Regions from separate parts of the Gasterosteus aculeatus genome. Here all the other regions are linked to region 1. The links are chromatin contacts, called in public Hi-C maps. All regions are on one chromosome and are shown on one strand. The core of a region is the stretch at or near the end of the contact, and the rest is flanking DNA. Distances in the headings are between cores, read along the strand shown.

Region 1 (5,158 bases), core at 1,462-3,961:
ATAAATGCAGTTTGACTACAATGAGCCTTACATGTATTTGATTTAGTGCAGCATATATTTCAGAGAGCAAGCAGCGCTACAGGCACATCAAGGATAAGATGAGTACAAATGAATGATTTAACATCTCGGCATTTTTAAGACAATGGAGGCTATTAGATTTCTTAAGTTATATTCAGAGAAATTAATAAATTATATCAATCCAGCTTCTAGTGAAACAGTGCTTTTTATTGTATGATGCTTTGTTTTTTGGAAATAGCCACGTAATTTGATACTAATTATAGATTATTCAGGTTTATGTGATGTGGAGTTAAAGGTTTGTGGATTTATGAGTAAGCGTCATTTTCCCTATAATATGAACCAAATTACAGTGATCTTCAGCAATCTCCTTTGGAAATCAACAAAAATATGAAACTGCAAGTACAACGTTATTTAACTATTTTGAATGCATAACGTGTGTGTGTTTTCCTCCCCTGAGCAATAGAGCTCCATTATAAACACATCAATGAGTCACGATGTTGTACTCTGTTAAACGCTCCTTCACCACGATGAATACACACTAGTTTATTTGACTGAATCACACGTGAAACATTGTGATGCCACAAGTACTCCGAGAAAAACATGTGGATTAATCTGCTACTGAAAATATTTCCCGAAAATGCATTTAATTCTGTCTGATATCTTTCCATGTATTTTCTTTTTGCCTGATGTTGGGTTTATGAACGCTCACATTACACGGGTTATATTCACAAAAGAAACATTCGGTTGTGTCAAACCTGACGGTAAAACCAGAAAAACGCACTTCAGTGTTAAATTGACATCTTAGTGACAAAACAGTGTCATACAGTTAATCACAAAACACACAAATTAAGCTTCCGTTCACAGCATGGGTTCTTAAAATATTCAAATATTCACAAAATGTGAATAAAAGTTCAAAACTCCAAACCAACCTTCATATGTTTTTGTTTTAAGTGCATTCTGTTTATATAATATAACATGACACATGTGACCGACGGTTGTGAGGATAATTCTTTCACGGTGACGACTTGCTAAGCGATGCGTGCAGGGAAGAGGCGAGTTGAAGCTGCGCCTCCACGCTCAACACGCAGCTGTAGTGGAGCACACTGGGTGCAGTGGTGCTGTGTGTGAGAGGCTCCAGGTTCACCGGGAGGCCGTGTTGTAGTCGTAGAAAAACTCCTCACCGGGACGGAAGCCGTAGGCGTTGAGCGGTCGATCTACCGGGGCGAACTGCTCCGACAGACTGAAAGGACAAGCGGAGGAATAAATGAATACAATTCAATACGTGACCCCTCAAAATATAAAACAAGTCTTTCACATGGTTATGACTGAAACGGAGACAATTGTGACGACGAAAAGCAGCAGCAGCGAAGTTGGACACAAGCAGGAAAGGGTTCAAAGCGCGGCCTGCTTCCACGTCTCCGTTGGTGGGACCATTCGGTGGAGGTCAGAGGCTGTCAGCTGATCAAAGAACATGATGCAGCACTGATCCTTTCGAGAAGTGAGCACCAACGGCCAAGATAGCAAGTCAATTTAAACGCAGAAAGCAACTGGGAATTTTGTGACATAATTGAGTAGTTTCACTTACTTAAATATCCCTCAAATTTGTATTTCAATTATTTGTTTTTTTGTGTGTATTTTCTACAATAGTGAGCTCACAGTTTGCCTGTGCCTGTTTCAACATGAAAAAAAGCCCCCTCCAGAACAGGAACGTCAACTGCGAGGTTCAGAGACTCCAACCAGGTCACTCGTGCTCCTGAACGGGAGCGTAGAAAGCACCTGCACCACCACCAGGTGGAGCTCTGACACCGGACATCCCTGTGGAGCCTCCCCCCACACTTCCCCGGGGCTGGACCCATCAGTCATGGTGAAGAAAAAGAAAAACCTCACAAAAGTTAATGTAGTATTCATCTGCCTGGTGCAGGTGCTGGACGTCCACCCAACGAGTGTGTGAGTTACAGGCAGCTAATGGCCGGAGGGGTAAACAGCGGAGCAGCCAAGCCGTAAAAACCCAAAACAACCCGGAAAGATGTCAAAACACGGCGGCGTGACGGAGGCCGAAGGCTGACGGCCAAACCTGGAGGACCTGGCCGCCCTGTGCCTGGCAACGGGAGGCCTGTAGAGGGGGGTGATAAAAGGCACCGTATCTGCACCGTGCAAATGGGTTACCGCGGCGATGCGGAGGGCGGGGGTCCAGTTTGACGCCCCATCTTCTGACATCTTCTGACTTTTGGGTTTGTGTCTGGTGGCGGCGGCGGGGCTCGGGGTCAACTGCAACGGCCCCCTTGCCACCTCGGCAGGATGCGGCGGTGGATGGGCGAAACCGGGGCCCCGACGGACGACAACCACGTCCCCCCCCCCGTCTCTCCCTCTCCTCGCCGCTCCTCCCTCGCCTGTCTAAAATACGAGCGGTTTGCTTTGCCCCTGCAAGCGCCTATAATGACGTGTTGTTTTTAGCCAAATCACTTCCAGCGATCAGTTACACAGCTTGCAGCATATCCACCACCCCCTCCTCCACCTCCTCTCCATTTTAACTTCGCCCCCTGCTGCCCCTTACTCCCCCTCCCACCCCCCTCCTCCAACCACCATCTCTCTGGGCAGAAATATGTCTTTTTCCTCTCCGCACGCTACGGCTGTCAGGGGGGATTTGAGCGCGCGGCTAAAAGAGGCCGGAGGAACAGTGGAGCTCTGAGTCACAGCATCCGCCCGCCCGCCTGCACGTCTGCCTGTTTCTATGGCTGACTGGCTGGCTGGCTGCTCACGACTCGTATCCTGAAGTTCAGACTGGAAAGCTTTGATGGTTCACAGAATAGTAACTGTGAGCATTTAGATTATGGGCTGATCAGAAAAGGTTTAAAAGTTTTTAACCTAAACCGTGAAGGCTATTAAATTCATTTTATACATAGAATTCAATTAGAAGATTTGGGTATTTATGGCCAAACCGACTTCTTAATATCTCTTGTGCCATGCTGAGTGTGCAGGTTCCAACCAGGTGAAACACATTGCGACTAGATTGTCTTAGTTTAATATTTCAGGCAGATTAAAGAAAGGCCTACTGAACATATTTATGTGCAATTTAAGTTTGTTCTTCACACTTCTGTCAGATCTATCTAGAGACCCTTAAAAGGGGGTTTGACAGACAGCTGACAAATCATCAACTGTCTGATTCAACTTCAAATGCAAACATTGACTCAAGACTGCCAATAAATTACAGGGATGTGTAATAAAATGTTGTGTTTTCCTTTGCAAAATGTAGATTAACATTTAATTTCGGAGATTGTGAAGAAGTTGAAGCTAGCAGTTACAAGCGCTAATGATTGACTAGATTGTTTCAAGATTAGTGATGAAACCAGAAACTGCCATTTTGACCTGAGCGGCACTCCGAAGGAGAACCATGAAATAATACTATGAAAACTGAACCATTAAATATGGTGTAACTTTTTCTACAGACCCACTGGCTCTAATGTCGATCTGGAGTCAAATCGTACTCCGGCGTCAACGGAAAAGCTCCCGTCGCAGGCAGAAGTTCAAAAACACTGTGACTGAGGAAATGTAATTCATCCCACCGGGTAAGTGATGCTTTTTAATCACGCTTTGATTTTCTTTTTCGAGCCCTGTGGTTCTGGACGCCATGAATGACGGCCGACACAGCTGCTGATATTCCTCATTATGATACATGCAAATCAACCTGTCTGTCCCCCGCAATTCACTTCACGTGTGTCAGTGTGTGTCGAGACACGTCGGCCAAATGAGGCGGGCGGTTGGGGGTCGCTGAGACAAAGGGGCCCCGGTGTTTCCACAAATGCCAGTTTGGCCCCAGAGGAGCGGCTGCAGGAGTCGGCGGGGACACGTCCCATCCCGCAGAGGACATTCCTTGGTGGCGAACAGGAAAAGGGAATCAGGCCTTTTTCCTCCTTTGGCGTGACCTCCACCCCACGTCCCGAACCCCCCCCCCCCCCCACACACCACTATGTCTGTCTACTGCAAGGCCCCCGCTTTGATCTCACCCTGCTGCCACTGCTCAGGTTACTGCTAACCAACACGCGGGTAAGTAACCAGGCCTCGCGTCCTCCACCTCCGTCCTCCCTGCCAATCTCAACGTCTCACCGGATCGCGGTGCCGCTCCGCTTCTCCTTCCCCTTCGTATATTTTGCACCTTGCTACTTTCCTTCGGCGCCCCGTCACATCCTAATAGCCTCTCCGGGCTCTCAGTGATCCTCCCGTTGGCTTGTTTACTGGTGCACACTAGTACTAGTACTAGTACTAGTACTGTGTTCCACCACTCTTCTCAATTTAAACTGTACATTTGTCCTCAAAGTGTGTGATTTAAAAATGGAATCAGAGCTGACTAATAATATTCAACTGAAAGATCGTTGGGCTGATGTCTCTGTGTCTCTTCATTTAATGCTTTGTCTAAATGATCAACTGTCCAGAAAATATTTATGAAAAATAAAACATCTAGAATTCTAACAAACTCCACTGGAACTAAATTAGCATAAATAAACATTTATAATACGACTGAATGTATATAATCATATATACTAAAGTCTCATAAACATAAAATGGAGTAGTGTGCTACTAGTATTATGGATATTAAATACATTTTAAAGTTAAAGTTAAAAAATCTGCTTACGAAGGATGAAGAAATGTGAATGTGAAGGACTGAGCAGCACCCTGTTCTAACTACTGACTCCTCTTCACGTATCGGTGAGATGGATGGATCCCTTTGCTCAGAATTGAACAATTAGTTTTGAGGACTTCATTTAAAAAATGTTATATTTGCTTTGGAAGAATCTAAACTAGAGTTTCTTCACATATCACACATACTTTCCATTGATGTGAAGTCAGCTGATAATAAAGTTCATTGTATATAGTTCATTCTAAAATATTCATGCAAATAACAGTGATTGTACAGAACTACGTCCATTTATAAAAAGGCCCCATTCACACCATGTTTCACACGTAGCTTAAAATAGGCGGCTTGGATTATTATGTTAACCTGGATCACTCCAGAGTACAGCGGACAAATTAAAACAGTCTCTCAGACGGCGATTCCCCCGGCGCTCCCTCTATATTTAAAAGGTCTCGGTTACGCCGCTGAGAGAGCGAGACTGACGGAATGAGAGAAGAAACAGACAATAAA
Region 2 (5,158 bases), core at 1,242-3,741, 120 kb after region 1:
CAAACTGGACGGAATTTGCTCGGACGCAGCAAAGCTACAGCTGTTGCCCACTACTCGGCCACATCCAGACTCCATCTTTGCCCTGAACACAAAGGCACAAGATCAATCTTCTAATCTTGTAAAATAAGCAAAAGAACATCGGTCAACATCTTCTTCTACTGCTGTATGAATTCTAAATATAGCACGTGGTGTTATTATATTAAACCATGCCGCAGTCCATAGTGCTCTACAGTGTCTCCCTTCTTTCTGTCCGCACATTTAAATGAGCTCCCGGGAATATTTTCAGTGGCTCTCCTTGATGAGTTAATCAGGTTTACAAATTCAAATTTCAAACCGCCATGTCTCCCGTGGACCGTGGCAGCACAATAAACACAATCAGACGTTCCCCCTGCAGAATTGCATTAGGGGGGTTTGGCGCTGCCGGAGAGCAGGGCTGGAAAATGTCAAGCTAGCTGGCATCAAGGAGCTCCTGTTACCGGTAAATGGGGGGAAAACTCCCAGCGCTCTGCCAATCCGAAGCACGCGCGCGCATGCAGAGTCACATGCAAGCCCCCGATTACACTTCTGCTCCTGTGGAGATGGGTTTTTAAACCTCTCTGCACGCAAAGGTGACGGTTCGGGGTTAGTAAGCCTTCAAACGGTGCATGCAGAGGCAGAGGAGCAGGGAGGGTGGACAGAGTAGTAAAAACACGCAGTGAGGTAAAGGTTGAAGCGTCGCGAGCCTGTAAAAGAACTTTTACTCTTGCTTCTCACCAACAACTCCTCCACCCCCGGGTCTTGTAATGGATTATGCGCTGATGATGGAAAATCCCTGCAGAATTAGGGTGATTTAATCTTGCGGTAATGTCTTGTTGTAATAAATTCAGTCTTTCCCCGCAGTGTGTGACCTCCAGACGACAACTCCGACCTCCGACTCTCGTCAGCTGTCGATTAGTCCGCAGTGTTGGTGATGCACCTGTGTGTGTCTGTGCGTCCCCTTTCAATCATTCATCACCTATTACAACGTGTATCCCAAAGGGGACGGCAAACCAAAAATCTTTTCGACGAATTATTCTGGTTTTGTGTTTTTCAACTCATTGAGATTTTTATATTGTGTGTATAGTTTACAGTGTTGTCATGTAAACGTGTGGGTCGGTCTCACATCCCTCTGGCTCATGTGTTCACAACAAAGCCGTTGTTGCTCTTTCCCGGGTGCTCTGAGGACGCTTTGAGTGTTTCTAGAGGTTGGATGTGCAGCACCTAATGTGGCCAAAAATATGTGCACATCCTAAAGCTGTGAATAACATTGAGTTCTCACAATTACATGACAGACTCATTTTTGACACACACTTATTGCAATTTGAACATTTACAAATGTTTGACGTGTGCACATTAGTGTGCTCTGAGGTGCACACAGCAGTGCAGCGTTGACATTGGTTTCCTTACATATGCATCTACAAACTGTTACTATATATGAAAATATATACAATCATTACAACGACGACAATGTTTTCTATTACTGTAAATTGTGTTTTTGGAGGAAGCTTCGGGTTCTGGGACCTTGTGATAAGCATTTTTCACAATTATACAGCAATTCCTAGGTAAATGAATGGATTAAAATACATAAATATATTTATTCGTTTATTTATTTATTTTTGAAAATGATAATTCATTGAATAGATAACATCCTATTCCTCACAATTATAATATATTTTTTAAGTTTCTATTCATGTTGCTTTTAACAGCTTTACTCTTTGTATAACTATGTATGTATGTATATATATATATATATATATATATATATACTGTACATAGTTATTATTATTTATAAAAGAGTAAATCATCAACACTGTATATCAATACTATTCACTCTTTAAAGTTTTAAAATTAGTATTTATATATATATATACTTCATTGTACTATGGATGTTTTGTATTAATGTAACTAATGCCTGTGTTTCTGCTGCGTAAATGCTTCAGTGTAGTTGTTATTAGACTAAAAGCCACATGTTCACACTGTTTTTTTTTTATGCAAGCCGGGCTTGAATCCTAAAATGATGGACTAAGTTGAATTGAAAGGAAAATAAAGGCTATCGTTACACTAATGACAGATTTGGGCCCTACCAAAAACAGATGTGTGGTTGTTTTATGCAGAACTGCAGTCATCATTTTGTGGTCTGTATCAGTGTTACACAAAAAGACATTTTAAAAGAAAAACTAAGAAATTCTGCTTGAACATAATAGACAATAATCAGTTATGTGTGTTTGTGCAGTGTCTTCTTTGTATTTTCTGTCAAACTATTTCACCATCAAACCATCTGTTTGTACTTTCTCTTCTATCTGTATGTCGCTCTGGTGCGCATGAATGTGCAGAATGTGAAGACAACATGTGTTGCCGCGTTCGATGTGTGTGGCTGTAATCCGCCGTCGGTCCGTCTCGTGCTGCGTGCCAGCCGTTAGGACGTTCCTGCAAGTGTGTGATCAGCAATGTCTCACCACCTCAGCATTCCACAGTGACAGCCGCAGGGCAGCGCCTCTGCAAATAGCCCCTGGATCTGCAGAGATGCTGATCCAGAGGTCTCAGGTAGAGCATAAGCGCCTCCCCGTGGTCACACTCGGGGTTCACCAACAAGGATCATACCTGCAGGTCTAGATGGGCTTTTTTGTATTTAACTCATGAAGAATTCATATTTGGTCTATTTGGTTCTGCAGTTGTTTAAAGGAGCGTCAGGGCCATTGCTTTCTTTTATGTTAGCTCATCTGACAGGAAGTTTAGTTTTGCTTTCTTGCAGCTGACAAGAAGTAAGGGAAGGTTTTTTGACATCTTGGTTACGTTAGATGCGTTGCGTCACCGTCATTGTAAAACTTTATATAGAATCACCCTCTAATGAAATACACTCATTCCAAACCTATGGAGACAAATTTAAACAGAAAAAAAACTACTTGTTATATATTGCAGTATAATCTGAATAGACATCTTGACATCCTTGATGTACAAATCACCAAATCACAGCATGACCAAGCCATGGAACAAAGGGAGCTTTGCCATCCCATAATTCCTCAGTCCAAGTGCTTCTCTCAGGTTGTCTTCCCTCAGCTCTTCTACATCCCGTCTTTCCTCGATCATATGACATTTCCCATCATGGCCATGGGATGATATTATAAGGGAATAAGCCTTTTGGCTTCTTCCACCACTGCAGCCTCCTTGTTCTCCCACATAACTTTGAATAACTGGTGCTTCAGCAGCTGTCAGTCACACTCAGACCTCTCAGGCTTCTCTTCAGGGAAACTGTTCACCAGTTGTCCTTTGTGGGCCTTGGACTCGTAATATGATTTGACTTTATACATCTCATCTTCTGTCGATGGGCTGTAATCCTTCCATCCATCGCTATGTTGGAGCAGGAGATCTTAAGCAGAACCCGTACTTCTTTTCTCATGGTTTTAGGATGTGTTAAATCGCCTTGGTTAGGATTTTTACATTTTTAACATTAACTTCCTCTTCCCTTCCCTTTGGTAAAGATGTTTTGTTTCTTTATTTAAACCGATCACGTCTCCCACACATTTGAAAGTTTGAATGTTCATAGACTTTTATCAACAAATACACTCCTGCCATAGATTCTTGGCATAACTTCCTTATGGTTTAAAATAGAACCCCCCTCCCGTCCCGTCCCGTCCCGTCCCTTGCCTGCGTGCCATCCCTTAATGCTTCCATCTCTGTCCCTGTTCCTGCCTGTTGATGTGTGACAGCAGGGGAGAGCGGATCATCTGGGTTCCGTATCACTGGGAGAGCTTGTTTCTTCAGCCCTGTCTTTTCACATACTGCGTGGTACTGAATGGGGGGCTGCCATGCCCCCTACGACGGAGCCACCTGTCGCCATGTCTAACGCTGGTTTCCCCGGTTGCCGCACTATCTCGCAGCACCTGAACGACCTGAAGAAGGAGAACTTCAGCCTGAAGCTCCGGATCTACTTCCTGGAGGAGAAGATCCAGCAGAAGTTTGAGGAGAGCAGTGATGGCGTGCACAAAAGGGTGAGTGTGGACACACATTTATGCTTTGGGAGCTATCAGACCCGTGCTCTGGATGCTTTCCTGCATCGGCTCTGCAGTCCAGGCGGCCTGGTTGTTGTCCAGAGCTGCAGGTTCGTCTTTGACAGTTATTAGCACTGACAGAAGGTCTCAGGCTGCTCTGCAACAGTTCATGCAGTGCTGTCAGTCATACATTTCTGCCTGTGCAGCTGTTTTCTGAGATGATGCAGTTCCTTCGGGCCTATCACCCACTATGGGACACCCGAATTAACAGGAAACGTGAACTCTCTTTGGTTTCTCCACTGAGCTCCAAAGCATCACTCAAATCAAACACACGAATGAAGCTCAGCACTGACAGAGAACACCATCAATGTGTTGCATTACAGAGGAACCACTCCTTTATCGGCAGTGGGACCGGCCCATAAGCACTGTGAGACGTCTCTGTTGGCTTAAATGACCCGTCAATGTAGCCGCAGAGACCAAAGCTGTGGCAAGCCACACGCAGATGGTTTCTCTGTATGCCATATCTGGCTACCTGTTCTCCTTTATGCACTCAACAGTGTTGATTCATTAGAACATGACTACTCATTTTTACAGCTAGTCAACTATTTTTAAGGCCTTTTTTTTCCAGAAGAATCCGGATGTGTGAAAGCTTTGTATGTACACATGTGATTCATCGTCGGCATGATCTCTATTCGGAAATGGGTAGAAACGTGGAACAAAGAGTGAAAGCATTTTGACAACATTTGAGGGCGATTGTATTTAGATGGCAGCTGATGCTTATTTTTCCTTCCCCTACGGTGAGTGTCTGACCTGTTTTCTGTCAACTATAGACCCAACATGACCTACATCAGGCTAGCCGGAGGAACCCTCAGGGCCGCTATTTGCATGCAGGCGCGCACCGTGCATGAAATGAATTATTGTAATTATTATTTTGCATCTACGCAGTGGAAGCAACAACTCACATTGTGTGTCAATAATCAAACGTGACGTTCAGTACACTAACATGTAACTGCGAAAACAAATCACCCGTGCTGGCAGATCCCTGCGTGTGAGTAAACTGACTACCAGTTCAGTCCAGTTGGTTGCTGCATTAACAGCCAAGAGTTAAAAGTGGAGACGTTGCCGGGGGCACGGAGGAGGACGGGGGAGAA
Region 3 (5,158 bases), core at 1,735-4,234, 85 kb after region 1:
TTTATAACTCATGAATATCGGAGAAACGTGCAACACTGATTTGCTCATTTTTTGTTATACATCAAAAAGTCTAAAGCTTAAGTTTGCTTTGACAAGGTACAACATTCACATTGTGAAAGTTTGCCTTTTTTACTTCTATAGTTAAATTTGACTAAACAAATATCAGTTATTTCACAAAACTTCACTTAAGCTTTTCAGCGCTGTTGTGTTCCCTAAAGTTAAAGGCTTTTCTTTGGCATCTAAAATCGGTTACGTAGTGGTTCAGTTTTCTGTTTCATTCTATTTTTCAGTACAGGTTTGAGTTGTTGCAGTGTTTCCTTTTCTCTTTTTGTTGTCATTTCTACTTTCCAGAACCAGATTTCCCATTCAACATGAGTGAAGATCCTCTGTAGACTCTTAGAAACCCTCCTTCACTCTTGTGAAAGCGTGACGATTTGGGAAGAAACGACATTTAATCATCTCCAAAATGGGAGGTTTTCTTACTATGATTATAGGACCTGCAACGGAGCATTTTTCTGCACTTTTAATGAAGTCACGGATTTAAGGACTTCTTCCCTGCGTTTGTGTGCTTGAGCCGAATGAGGGATGTTCAGGATGAAGAGGCGCTTCGCCGTCATAAATGCCACGTTTTAAACCCGAGCGGATGTGTTTTCGTTCCTGCTGTTGGTTGTTTTCCTGATCGCTGATCCCTGACTCTGGTATGTCCAGTGTCAGACCCCCCCCTCTCCCCCCTCTCCCCCGCCAGGCGCCCGGTCTCACCTTTCACGGCCAGGGCTGTGACCTGAAGTGATTCCAGATGTGGGGATCATTTTGACCCCTCCGCCCCCACCCCCTCTCCCCCCTCCCAGCCTGCATACTCACCCCCAGGCCCTGGCCAGCCACTCTATCAGGCCTGACAGCGTCCCCTCGGACAGCGTCTCTCCTCGCCTGAGCACATGACATGCAAGGCAGAGACCCCCCCCCTCCTCCCCCCCTCCTTCTTCACCGCTACCACCACCAGCGCTCTTTCTACTGCTCCCCCTCCTCCTCCTTCGCCTTCACCCACCCACCCCATCCTCAGCAACACATCTGGAGCTCATTACAGCGGAGACAGTCAGAGCGAGGGAGGGGCGGGGAGTCTGCATGCAGAGTGTGTGTGTGTGTGTGTGTGAGAGCAGTTGCAACGAGAGCCTTTCTTGACCCTTCTCCCCTAAAACATCCACCTTTTTCTTTTCTTGCCCCCCCCCTCTTTTATTCTCTTTGTTTCTTTTCTGCTCGACGCCGGCTTTCTCCTCCTCTGCACGCAGGGATCCGCCACACCATCAGAAAATACTGCATTAATGACCCTTTTTTTATTTTTTTTTGCAAAAGAGCTCGGCACGAGAAAAAACGAAAAGGAGAAAGAGAGAAAATCTACGAGCAGCTCGAGTGAAATACTGCACAGCTGTTAACAGTGTGTGGTTTGGGTGAACAACCAAAAGAATTTCCCGAGATGAGTTTCCACGCAGAGTCAAGTTGACTGAGAGGTTGCACTGTTTGTGTGATTAAGTCACTATTATTACGCACTTTTCCTAAACACAGATGCGGGCTCCAATACACCCTCTGTTGGATTGTAAAGGAAACATAATTAGCTTGAAACTGCCATCTCAAGGTTACGCTGATGACCATGTGTACTGCACGCTCATTGCCAACCAGCGCTTAGTTCTTTTTCTCAGGAAGTGAGACAATCTGGCTGCTTTTCCCCCCATTAAAAACATGCTTACCTGTTTTTTTTCTGATTAACATACTACTTTTAAAGGGATACATTTCACAACGGTTTAATGGGCTCAGAGGTCATTAAATTCTCTTAGAAACTGAAGACCATGTAAACTTTAAAGGAGAACTCTGGCTTCATTTTTGGAGACGCTTAGCACAATTTTCCCCCCGTGGAAGTGCTCCGTGCCAATGCAGGAATAGTGTGTGTTTCAGGCGGCGGGGCACAAAGTAAAGGCTTCCAACAAAAGACGTCCCGTCCTATTGTGACTTTATGTGTTTCGGTAGAACCGTTTTAGTCACTTTCCACAACAGAACCCTTCACCCACGCGTCAGCAGTCGGCGTGTGGAGCAGAGAGTAGTTCGGAGCTTTCTCCCTCTCGAGCCCTTATTTCCATGCTTCACTCAGCTTTTTCTGACACCATTCGTGGGAAAGACCGAAGGCAGCATATTTTTCCCACTTCTGCGATTCAAGGCGCTGAATCCAGACACAGAGATCAACGCCGGCGGGCTTTTTTGCACCAGCGAGGACGTTGAAAACGAAAGAAACAACTTGACTTTATATGCAGTTTGACAATATAATTCCAATTGTATTGTTTCAAGCACGCTCACCTCTTGAGGCTTTTCTGTGAGAAAGATGATTTTGTGTGACTTGGACACCAGAATGTTTTTGCTTTTCAAAATAAATTCTTCACTTGTATTTAAAATTCTTGGCACTGCATGTTAATGCTAAGTTGTCCAGGTTCTCTGTTGAGACCAGCTGAGGCTGCTTGGTGAAATAATGGGTTGAAGGAAGTCAGGCGTGTCGGATCGAGCCGACCAGATTATATAATGATAGATTATATAGTGGAGGTAGGAACACATTCAGATTCAAAAGCGCAGGATTAGGTTTTTTAGGTGAAAACCTAAATGCTGTTTTTTCTCCCTTGCTGCATGCAACACAGTGACAAAGATAGCTTGAGTAACTTAATTATGGTGTGATAAAAGCTACTGGCTTGGCTTAAATGGCTGTTGTAAGCGTTCTGTCCCTGGGTGAATTAGCATCTTAATTCTCTGCTGAGGACCGCCAGCGCAACAACCAGAAACAACAACAATTATGGTGAGTAACGTGACGTGAGCTTCTAGAAACCCGTAATGTATAATCATCTCCAGAGTTCAAATTCCCTCATGGCACACAGACTATATTCAGTGTTGGGAGGACTTACAGGATGTCCGGCCTCTCGCAGCAGAACACGTTAATGCAACATGTGAGAGGTCTCAGCAGCACAGACATTTACTGAACACGGGGAACGGGACATTATTCCTCCAACAGGCCCTCCGATCTGCTATGGTTGTGTTGCTTTAAAAGCGTCTCTTCAAAAGAGGGGCACCGTTATCAGATTATAAGCCGAGCCTGTTGAGCTGGTATCTACTGTCCGAACCTCTGGCCTTTCTCAGCTGCATCTGACGTCACGGTGTGAGGATCAGAGCTGCAGATCCATCCATCTCCATCGGCTCAACCTCCAACTGTCAGGCTTAAAGTATCAGAAGCAAGAAGCTTTGTTGGGAAAAAGAAAATCGACCAACATCTGAGTTTTGTTGCTCAGAGACAACCGTGACTTGTGATCACCTCGAAAGGGGAAACGTGAGTGTCTGTCCATTGTTAACCTTTACAGGGAGTCTCAGATTATCAGCTGTCTTACTCCCTCTGCTGGACATTGATGGTCCACATAGGTGAAGATTAGGAGAAGATCCTGACCGCAGGAAGGAAAGAGCCGCTAAAGTGAGCAAATGCTGCGCAGCTAACAAGCTAATATTGTCAAGTAGTGTCTGTATATGAACTAAAACTAAAGCTAAAGTAAACAGAAATAACTCTCTGATATTTAGTTAGAAATCAACCTGAAGAATGATCTCCGGATGCATCTTGAAAGAAGCAAGTAGAACACACAATGGACTGATGGAGCCTCGCAGTTGAACCCACATGTTAAAATAAAGTGAATAAACTGCACTGTGGAAGACTTTAAACTACTGGATTACAGAGAAAAATACTTTGGTAGGAAGGCAATCCTTTCAAAAGATACGATAAATAATAGTGCTGATTCAGTCCCTAAATTTCTGAAGAAAAATCACAAAAATACACTTCACTGCCTGGAATATCAACAGGAATATAAACAAGACCTTTTTTCCATACATATTCTTTTTACTTCTGGGGAAAAAGCCAATCTGAAGTTTAAAATGTCTTTGTTTTACGAACAGAAGACACATTTAAATGACTATGTAAAAGACCTTTTTATGAACTCTAATAATGACGTATCAAGAGAAAAATGCCAACAAACATAAGACAATAGCAATACAAAGGTGAAATACCATCTTGCATACAAATCTAGATTCAACGCAAGAAACTGTTGCTATCCTGTGACGAAATGATGCATGTGTGTCTTAATCTCTTCGTTTTCCTCCCATGTTCCTCTGAGCTGCTGACTGAGGCCGAGAGGAGCAAAACTACAAACTCCATCTGGAGTGGAGTTTCCTGTAATGGGCTCCAGGCCGGCCAGTTGGAGATGATTATTCGGAGAAACACGACACTGGGCTTGGATCAAATCAGCCCAATGCGGGCACATGTTACAGGTCTGGGCATGTGGACGTCCAAACATACGCGTGTGTGTGTGTGTAAGAGAGCGAGCATAAGAGCGGGCTACAGTTTATATGCCTTTTGATCAGTGCCTAAACTTGAGGCTATGAGGAATGTTTCTTTTTCTCCTTTGAAGGCAGTTTGAGTTTTCTGTAATAGTTTCGGTTCAGCTGGGCCTGTGTTTATGCGTGTACGTGTACGCGCTCGGCTCTGTATAAATGGGGGTGAGCTCTGAAATGAATATCATTGTCACATCTTGTGCCAGAGCAAATTCCCCGTCCAAAACGAGCAATTTGGAGCCAACGCCTGCCGCTGGAAAATCTGCCTTCAATTTTCCTCCACTGGTGGCTGTGCATGCGCTCGCCTCTCTGACTCTTTCTCTCTCTCACACACACACACACACACACACACACACACACACACACACACACACACACTCACCCTACACTCACACATTAACTTGCAGATCTAGTTGGCCCGCAGCAAGTGGACCTCACAGTTTATTTTTTTCTCAATTATCCATTTAGGGTAAGTGGCAGGCGCCTGATGGGCTCCGTGCCGAGAGGAAATGTTTGTATTGTCCTCATTTAACAATGGCGTTGACTCTAATGCCTGATTAGCGAACACGAGTCAGCACTGAGGAATAGGTTGGTGAGACAGTTGCTTTGTTGCTTTGATTTTCTAGTTCCAGTTATCGCTTCCTACCATCACAACCTCGCCGGACTCACACAGACTGTTTTCTTTTTTCTTTTATGTAATTCATTCATTTTTTTTTTTTTCAAAGATACAACTCCTGCATCGGCACAAATACCTTCT

The links. A called contact is a pair of places that touch in the nucleus more often than the background predicts.
Region 2: a contact with region 1 is called in a Hi-C map of whole body, with 4 times the contacts expected there. The contact joins two enhancer-like sites. A contact is called at or near these places in 3 of 6 Hi-C or Micro-C datasets (skeletal muscle and whole body).
Region 3: a Hi-C map of skeletal muscle shows a contact between it and region 1, with 15 times the contacts expected there. The contact joins two enhancer-like sites. A contact is called at or near these places in 3 of 6 Hi-C or Micro-C datasets (skeletal muscle and whole body).

Annotation. Positions count from the first base shown.
Region 1 is chr8:6,645,015-6,650,172 of fGasAcu3.hap1.1, forward strand. kifap3a (kinesin-associated protein 3a) reads right to left here. Exons shown (of 20, transcript XM_078107905.1): 20 at 1-1,258. The coding sequence ends at 1,159. Among protein-coding and RNA genes, the nearest start is that of ntmt2, 21 kb to the right of the region's middle. Within about 2 kb of position 2,712, at least 1 of the 9 cell types and tissues checked has open chromatin away from gene starts, as enhancers often do.
Region 2 is chr8:6,763,915-6,769,072 of fGasAcu3.hap1.1, forward strand. It overlaps pde4dip (phosphodiesterase 4D interacting protein), which reads left to right. Exons shown (of 44, transcript XM_078107906.1): 4 at 3,897-4,007. Among protein-coding and RNA genes, the nearest start is that of pde4dip, 23 kb to the left of the region's middle. Within about 2 kb of position 2,492, at least 1 of the 9 cell types and tissues checked has open chromatin away from gene starts, as enhancers often do.
Region 3 is chr8:6,729,412-6,734,569 of fGasAcu3.hap1.1, forward strand. No RefSeq gene overlaps it. Among protein-coding and RNA genes, the nearest start is that of pde4dip, 12 kb to the right of the region's middle. Within about 2 kb of position 2,985, at least 2 of the 9 cell types and tissues checked have open chromatin away from gene starts, as enhancers often do.